Linked DNA regions of Zea mays: region 2 is linked to region 1. The links are chromatin contacts, called in public Hi-C maps. All regions are on one chromosome and are shown on one strand. Each heading gives the region's core, a stretch centred on a gene start, on an enhancer-like site or on the middle of the called end of the contact. The rest is flanking DNA. Distances are from core to core; before and after follow the strand shown.

Region 1 (4,060 bases), core at 1,420-3,919:
CTCCTCTCTGCTAGACACGTTAGCACATTGCTACACCCCCCATTGTACACCTGGGCCCTCTCCTTACGCCTATAAAAGGAAGGTCCAGGGCTCTCGTACGAGAGAGGTGGCCGCGCGGGAGAACGGGCCGACGCACAAGGCTCTCGCTCTATCTCTCCCACGCGAACGCTTGTAACCCCCTACTGCAAGCGCATCCGCCCTGGGCGCAGGACAACACGAGGCCGCAGTTTCCCCTTACTGTTTCCCCCTTTGTGTCCCGTCTCGCGCCGACCCATCTGGGCTGGGACACGCAGCGACAATTTACTCGTCGGTCCAGGGACCCCCCGGGGTCGAAACACCGACAAACGTTCTCTAAATCACGTCCTTTATACATAAATACGTATATTAGAGACATTTTTAATTTTTAATTTTTGTACATACATATTTGTCATACTTTCAAATGTATTATACATATTTTAGTTTTGCTAAACCGACTATTTAAATTATTCAAATGGATATAGAATCATTTAAAGAAACTCTATATATAGAGGATCCAACAACTTCATCTAAATTTAGAGCACTGTTTAGATGACGCTGCTAGAGCGAGTAGAGGACGACTTTATCCTCTAAATTTAGGGTATATGACCCTTTAGACTGGCTCCAGCAAGAGCCACTAAAGGGTCCTCTACCCTAAATATAGAAGATCAAACGGTCCTCTACGCTCTGCAGCAGCGTCCTCTAAACGGTCCTATAAATTCAGAGGACGCTGCTGGATTATATATATATATATAGTTTTTCTAAACGATACTCTATCCATTTGAATACTTTAAATAACCGATTTAGCAAAACTAAAATATATACAGTACATTTAAGAGTATGACAAATACGTATGTATAAAAAATAAAAACAAAAATGTCTCCAATATAGGTATTTGAGTATAGATGACATGATTTAGAGAACGTTGTTGGAGAGGAAGGAGATTTAGATGATGAAATCTTTTAGAGTAGACTGTAAATGACAGATATAGATGATGTACTAGTCGGTTGCCCGTGCGTTGCGACGACTTACAACAATACCCACATAAACTATACATCAAAAAAATTTCAAGATTTTTTATTGATTGCCTCCGCTCTCTGTATAATATATTTTTTGAGTTGGCTAACTGATGTTATTGTTTACTCCATGCAAATATGTCTTGGTACAACACGACCAATGAAGTGAGCGATTAGAAGAGAGTTCATAATGATTGACTGAATAAACAGATATTATAAAATGACATAATTCCATCATACAGAAACCAAATAAGAGAAAGTTTGTGAGATCAAGTTTATAAAATAAGTCTCATGAAGTCAAACTTATAAAAAAGATAGATCAAAATATAGAGTGATTGCTAAAGTCAGACATAAATAAAAACTGAATGTGCTCCATATAAATTACGCTACTTCATAGCAATTACTAACGTTTAAAACCAATAAATAACATTTCATTTTGCTGTTAGTGTGACAAATCATTGCTGCTCCATCCAATTCAGCAACCTCAAACACCATGTAGTCCATTGCGTCAATGTGGTCTCAGAAACGACCTAATGCTTGCAAGAGCAAAGAACGTCGTGCCGTGCTTAGGCTGTAGCCTCGACCCGTAGTGCTGGCCCGACTCGAGACGATTATTTTTTATTTTACAAAAAAACATATATACCTATATACAATTTATATTCAATATTAAAAACATCTTAGCGTGATGTTCTACTGGTTAGACAGTTTCACACAGTGTCTCCCGCCCTTCTTCCATCAGGGCATGAGTTCGAACCCCACCTCTTGCACCGTTTTTAACATTCTACGCTGATTTAATTAAATGGATTGACGAGCTAACGGGCTGTACCGACACAGTTAGCAGACTGACATGACGTGCCTGTGCCATAGTTGTGGCCCACGTGCATCTAGCCCGTGTCGGGCATCGTTACGCTGATTTAATTAAATGGATCGACGGGCTAACACAGTTAGCAGGCCGGCATGACGTGCCTGTACCATAGTTGTGGCCCGCGTGCATGTAGCTCGTGTGTGCCACAGATTAATTTGAAATAGTTGTGAGAGGTTATTTGTAAAAAAATGACGCATGACGATCGTTGAAACTGGTGCTTTAAGTGTAGTATAGATATAGATATAGATATATAGGACGTTGCTTGAGACAGCCTTAGAGTTACTTGTGGGAGCTAGGCCATGTTTGGTTTCTTTAGTCTAGGGACTAAAGTTTAGTTAGAGGACTAAAATTTAGTCTCTAACATGTTTGGTTCTAGGGCTAAAAATAGTAAGAATATACTAAATGACTCATAATAAGACTAAAATAGTCTTTTAACATTCTTCTACTATTAGTACAATTGAACTAAATGAGGGATAAATGTGGAATTAATATGATTTAGTCCCTTTTAACACATATGTGAAGGACTAAAGACAATTTATTTTACTCTATATTTTAGTCCTAGTGTTTAGAAAAAAAAAGAACTAAATGGGACTAAAAACTAGATAATAATCTTTAGTCCGTCTAACCAAACACCCACTGTCTTATACAATCTTGATGCAGCAGGGACCTATACGTAAAATTTAAAGTAACGGTGGAGCTGCGTGCATTCGGCGCTCAACCGTCCATACCGATACCATACGTTGGCGTAGTTTTGCAGCAACTCCCCGCGTCCCAACCCAGCTCTGCCCCTCTCTCTCTTAAACCCCCCAAAACCAAAAATTAAAATCCGCCTTCTTTCTTCTCCCCCGACTCCCTCTTCCGGTAAGAATCCGGCCCGCCGCCGCCGCCGCTAGCGTCGCCGCGCTCGCTGCTTCTAGGGCTGCGCCTTCTCGCGCCTCCGGTGCCTTCCCTGCTCCCCACGATCCCCTGCCTCCACAAGCTTCCTTCACCTGCTCACTCCAACCGCTGCCGCCATGGCGGAGAAGCTCAGGGATCTAAGCCAGCCGGTAGACGTGACGCTCCTCGATGCTACTGTCGCTGCCTTCTACGGCACCGGATCTAAAGAGGAGGTAATCTCTTCCACCGGACCATCCGCGGATTACCTGCCCCCGACCGACTTTAGGGTTTACTTCGGTTGCTCGAGCTTCGAGTCTATCCGAGCTCGGCTTGCTAAATGCGAATGGTACCTGTTTTGCTAAACTAGGATACTTTAGTGTTTAGGGTTTTTTCTTCTGTTGGCGATATGGTTTGGCGTGCCATATGTTAGTCCGTCTCTGAGGCGCCGCCGCCGCCTTATCCTTCTCCGTTCACACTTACCCTATCTAGACCTTCGGAATGACTAAATGTTAAAGCAAACGTGAATAGTCGGGGTTTCCCCCACTCCGAGCTGACTGGTCCTTTCTCGTCACCAGAGGCCTAACATTGCTAGTTTTTGTGTATTTGTTTTCTAGCCTCGTGGTTTTGGCATTGAACACAGATAACTATATCTGCTGCCTTTCGTTCCAGAGGAGCGCCGCTGATCAGATACTACGTGACCTACAAAACAACCCAGACATGTGGCTACAAGTTGTACACATTCTGCAGAATTCCCAGAACCTCAACACCAAGTTCTTTGCATTGCAAGTAAGTTTGTCCACTCTGCTGCCTGTTGTTATACATGGGGGGGGGGGGTAGCTTGTGCTCAAAAGGGAGGATGGATGCTATGTTTATGCCCTGGTTTGATTGGTTTAAAATACTACATGCAATTTTCACCCCAGTCTTGAACTTAAAAGGCTTGCTTGTACAGTCAATATCATATCTACAGACTCACATAATTACCTTAGAATGCATGGCTGACCAAGGTCAACTCCTGTTTCCATTACTTCCATAATATGATTGCAAGTTTGCAACTATGTCCAGCCGCAAATGGAACTGCATAATCAAGGCTATCTGTATCATGATAACTTTCTCTGTTTATCACTACAAGGTGCAATTTCTTTATCTTCAAGATTAGTTATAACTGTACCCCATGAAATAAGGCTAAGCAATTGTCGCATACAGAGCCTTTTAAGGTTCTACTTTATTTTTTTTCAATCTAAGGTTCTACTCTCTACTTCTCTAGCATAGGAACGTGAGGCAAAAATCA
Region 2 (4,556 bases), core at 1,929-4,428, 240 kb before region 1:
CACAGGATGCACCATCATATTCACAATGTATCAGAGCAGCACAGAGGTTTTTGGACTCTTCGATCGTATTTGCTTGCTTTCAAATGGGAACACACTCTTCTTTGGAGAAACATTGGCTTGCCTACAGGTGAACTGAGTTGTTTTTACATGGTGTCAATTCCTATCTCTGCTCACGTAATTTTAACTGATTATCAATTTACCACTCGAATGCAATTATCGTGTCTTAGTGTGGCTAGAAGTGCTTGAGTTATGTAGTGTCTAGGAATAGAGTGTTGATGCCATGAATAATTGGACATTATTATTTTCTGGAATTAGCCGAGTCAGACAGCCATGCCAACATACAACCGACACTGCTTGAAACAGATAACCCTCTCTGTAAAGTAGCAGCTACATAATAGTTTCCTTAAAAAGTGGCAAACCCATGAGGTAGCAGTTTCTAAAATAGCTCTTTTTACTGCTAGCTGCTTAGTAGTCCTATTGTTGTGCTTCTAATTCCTACTGTAGAACACTTTGTTTCTGATCCATGCATGCTCCTCTTATCTTTGCATTTTTTATTATTCTGGACTCTCATTATTTTTCCTACCCTACTGTAGCACTTCTCGAATGCTGGGTTTCCATGTCCAATCATGCAAAGTCCATCTGACCACTTCTTGCGGGCAATCAATACCGACTTCGACAGAATTATAGCCATGTGCAAGAATTTCCAGGTATATGTTAAAATTCATTTTGAATCCACCTTTTGTTTTATCTTAATTAGTTTCAGTCAATTTGATGGAAGTCTGCTTTGGTCGTAAGAGATAAAAACCTTTTTAGTTATTAGCAGGATGATCAAGGGGATTTTTCGTCAGTGAGCATGGATACAGCAGTGGCGATTCGGACACTAGAAGCAACATACAAACAATCAGCTGACTCTGTTGCAGTTGAATCAATGATTGCAAAGTTGACAGAGAAGGTAGTGTCCCCGCGTCAGTATATGATTTATTGATTTCATCCCTTCATCCTGCATTGTCGAAAAGTATCTTATGAAGTCAGAGTGAAGAGTCACCCCGTGTTGGAATGCTAAACTTTACCATAAAGAATGGCTTTAATCGAGTGGCTGGCATGATGAATCTTGAAACGTTGCGTGTTCCAAGATGTTGGTTCAAATTCAGACAGGGACAGCGACCGTGACATTTGGTGTGGCGTAGTGTAATCCCAACCATGCATCTAATTATGTCTAATGCAGAATAGTTTAATAAACAACATTTGCTAATTGTGAGCTGTGACATCTTGTTTTCTTCTCTACGTGATTCGCTGCAGGAAGGTCCTTGCTTAAAAGGTAAAGGCAGGGCCAGTGATGCAGCAAGAATCGTGGTTCTGACCTGGAGATCGTTGCTAATTATGTCAAGAGATTGGAAGTACTTCTGGATCAGGCTTGTCTTGTATATGCTTATTGCTGTGTCAATTGGCACGATATTTACCGATATTGGCCATTCACTATCATCTGTAATGGTCAGTGTGGTTACATTGTTATGTTTTGATTCATCGAATTGGATTTATAATTTGGCCATTTTGGTTTCCACAGGTGAGGATTTCTGCGATATTTGCATTTGTATCGTTTGTCATCCTTCTAAGTGCTTCTGGAGTACCCGCTCAGATCGATGAGGTCAAGGTAAATACCCTATTTAAGTCCTAGGATGGAAATATGCTGCAAGTAGCTAAAAGTCTCATGAAATCAAACTTGCTGTCTATGCTAGGATGATTATTATTATTATTTTTCTTTTGCTTATTTGTCCTATGCAGATTTATTCCCACGAAGAAGCTAATCGGCATTCAGGGACAATGGTGTTCCTGTTAGGGAACTTGCTATCAAGCATTCCTTTCCTATTCCTGGTCTCCATCCTGTCGTCGCTGGTTTTCTACTTCCTGATAGGGCTGAGGAACGAGTTCAGCTCCCTGATGTACTTTGTGACCACCATCTTTGTATGCCTGCTGGCAAATGAAGCGCTTATGATGGTTATCTCGTACATCTGGCTCGAGACATACAAGTGCACCTTAACTCTCGTTTTCCTACACGTACGTAGGTTTTTCTTTCCCTTTGTGTTCTTTGGGCACGCAGAGATTGAGTCTGGCTGGCTTTGAATATACAAGTGCATCATGGTTTCAGGTTATCATGATGCTTGTGGCTGGGTATCTCCGAATACGAGAAAACTTGCCTTATCCTGTGTGGACCTACCCGCTGTCCTTCATCTCGTTCCACACATACGCTGTGCAGGTAAGCTACCATACTTACTATGCATTATGCAAGCTGCTGGTTAGTTACATCTTACACACACATATATATATAACTTGACAGGGCTTGGTGGAGAACGAGTACGTGGGCACATCGTTTGCTGTTGGACAGATCAGGACCATACCTGGTGTCCAAGCCGTTCGAGGCTCGTACGACATTTCGTCTTCCCCAAACGCGAAGTGGGTGAACCTCCTGGTTCTGCTACTGATGGCGCTCGGATATCGGATTCTTCTCTACTTGCTGCTTCGTCTAGACGTGAGGAAGAACGCGAGGAGGCTTGGAAACTGGAGGTCATGGTGGTCAAGTGTGCATTCTGCTGCCACTGGTGCAAAGTGATTTTTGAGCTTCTATCTAATCGAGTGAGTGAGTGTCGTAGGTGTTTAGTGAGTTCTTTGGTTTGGTTTGGTTTGGTTTGTATGCCCTGTCCATATGAGAAATGTATGTATACACGTATTGGTTGGCAACAAACACAAAACAATATCATTGTTTCCTAATGACATACATCTATTTATCTATCTATCTTTAGACCGCTGGTGCATGTGGTCGATCTGTCCATATGAGAAATGTATGTATACACGTATTGGTTGGCAACAAACACAAAACAATATCATTGTTTCCTAATGACATACATCTATTTATCTATCTATCTTTAGACCGCTGGTGCATGTGGTCGATCTGAAGTTTGAAATAGGAGATTGGATAGAAGATATGATGAGCAAGTAGTTGCTGGAGACCTTGGGGTGGTCTTGCTTCTTGTCGCTGAGGAGGACGCCCTTCACGGTCACCTGCTTGGGCCCGTTACCTGAGTGGGCTGGGCTGGGATGGTCCAGTAGGCAGCGCAGGAATCGTCTCGTCTCGTCACTAGGAAGTGGTACTAGGAATAGAGAGGCGCCGCCGCATCCCATTCCCATTCCCATTCCCATCCGGTAACGGCATCCCGCGTCCCTCGGCTCGGATCGCCGCCGCCCAACGGAGCAGGAGCAGGAGCAGCGATCCATCCTATCCTAGGAGCCAAACCCTAGCCAGCTATGGAGCCGCCCGCCGCCTCCTCCTCGTCTGATCCCCACTCCCCGTCTCCGTCTCCTTCTCCCTCCGCCTCCCCGGCCAAGCGCTCCGCCTGGAAGCACCCCGCCCCCAACGACACCGCCGTCATGGACGCCAACAACTGGCCCGCGCTCTCCGACGCCGCCAAGGGCAACAAGCTCCCGGACTCCTCGGCTCCATCACCTGCGCCCGTAGCCGCACCATCGGTCAGATCTCTTCTACTCTTGTTACTATTACGGATACACTTAATTATTCGATCATATACTCGATCATGTTATGGATGCCCCCATTCTATTCGATTCGATTTCCATCTCTAGGCCGTTGCCAACTCCTCCAGTTCGCAAAAGCACGGCGCCCATCACGGCCGCCACAAGTCCGCCAGGCGCATTGGCGGTGGTGGCGACCACTCTCCACGAGACCATCCTGACCGGAACGTTGCCGCTGGTTGGGACCATGCTGCCGGCGGTGGCGGGGGCAGGGGTGCCCAGAGGAACCATAATAACGGAGGTGGCAGGAGGGGCAATGGCGCACCTGCCTCTGCCACTGGGCCTTCTCATCACGGTTCTGGTGCCGGTGGCGGCAGCGGCGGAGGCTTTGGTGCTAGGCGAAGAGGGGCATACGAGCCACCATTCTATCGTGGCCCTCCACCACCGATGGGCATGGGCCACTACATGAGAGGTGCGCCGCCGCCACCGCCCATGACTGTCGCACCACCGTTCATGGGCCCTCCACCGCCACCAGTTTCGTCCATGCGCCCGTATGCTGGACCAATGATGTTCCATGGTAAAGCTTTATTGTAGCTCTGCTGCACAAAATTTAGTCCAGGTTACTGCATTGATATCTTGTCACCCATTGATTGTTTTATTTTCAAATCTCTCCAGACATGCCATCTCCCATGTCTCCTGTATCCCCCATATACTTTTATGGGCCACCACCACCAGAGGCTCTTAGGGGACTGCCTCTTGCGCCTCCTATGGTTGGCCCACCTGCTTATCCATACTTTCAAGCCCAGCCTGAACCTGAACCTCAGCCTGATCCTGAGCCTGATGCGGAAGAGGAACGTGTCAAGCTGCTCAAGCAGATAGAGTTCTACTTCAGGTCGCCACATTGATCTACTACTACTCTCTGCTGAATTCTTCAATTGGTCACGGCTGTGTTTCTGTTGATCATCATCATCATCTTTGATCTACAGCAAGGAGAACCTATGCTCAGATGTGTACCTGAGGCAGCAGATGGATGG

What was found. A called contact is a pair of places that touch in the nucleus more often than the background predicts.
Region 2: a contact with region 1 is called in a Hi-C map of bundle sheath, with 2.6 times the contacts expected there. The contact joins the promoter of LOC100384071 here to the promoter of LOC100384227 in region 1. A contact is called at or near these places in 6 of 25 Hi-C or Micro-C datasets (bundle sheath, ear, endosperm and 2 more).

The regions. Positions count from the first base shown.
Region 1 is chr1:306,787,395-306,791,454 of Zm-B73-REFERENCE-NAM-5.0, reverse strand. LOC100384227 (Protein EXPORTIN 1A) reads left to right here and starts at 2,669. Exons shown (of 32, transcript NM_001362287.1): 1 at 2,669-3,005; 2 at 3,442-3,558. The coding sequence starts at 2,910.
Region 2 is chr1:307,023,093-307,027,648 of Zm-B73-REFERENCE-NAM-5.0, reverse strand. It overlaps LOC100384071, which reads left to right and starts at 3,178. Exons shown (of 6, transcript NM_001176671.2): 1 at 3,178-3,522; 2 at 3,634-4,099; 3 at 4,198-4,414; 4 at 4,509-4,556. The coding sequence starts at 3,301. It overlaps LOC100194127, which reads left to right. Exons shown (of 11, transcript NM_001350298.1): 4 at 1-127; 5 at 594-707; 6 at 824-952; 7 at 1,300-1,491; 8 at 1,565-1,651; 9 at 1,783-2,055; 10 at 2,147-2,254; 11 at 2,336-2,861. The coding sequence ends at 2,608.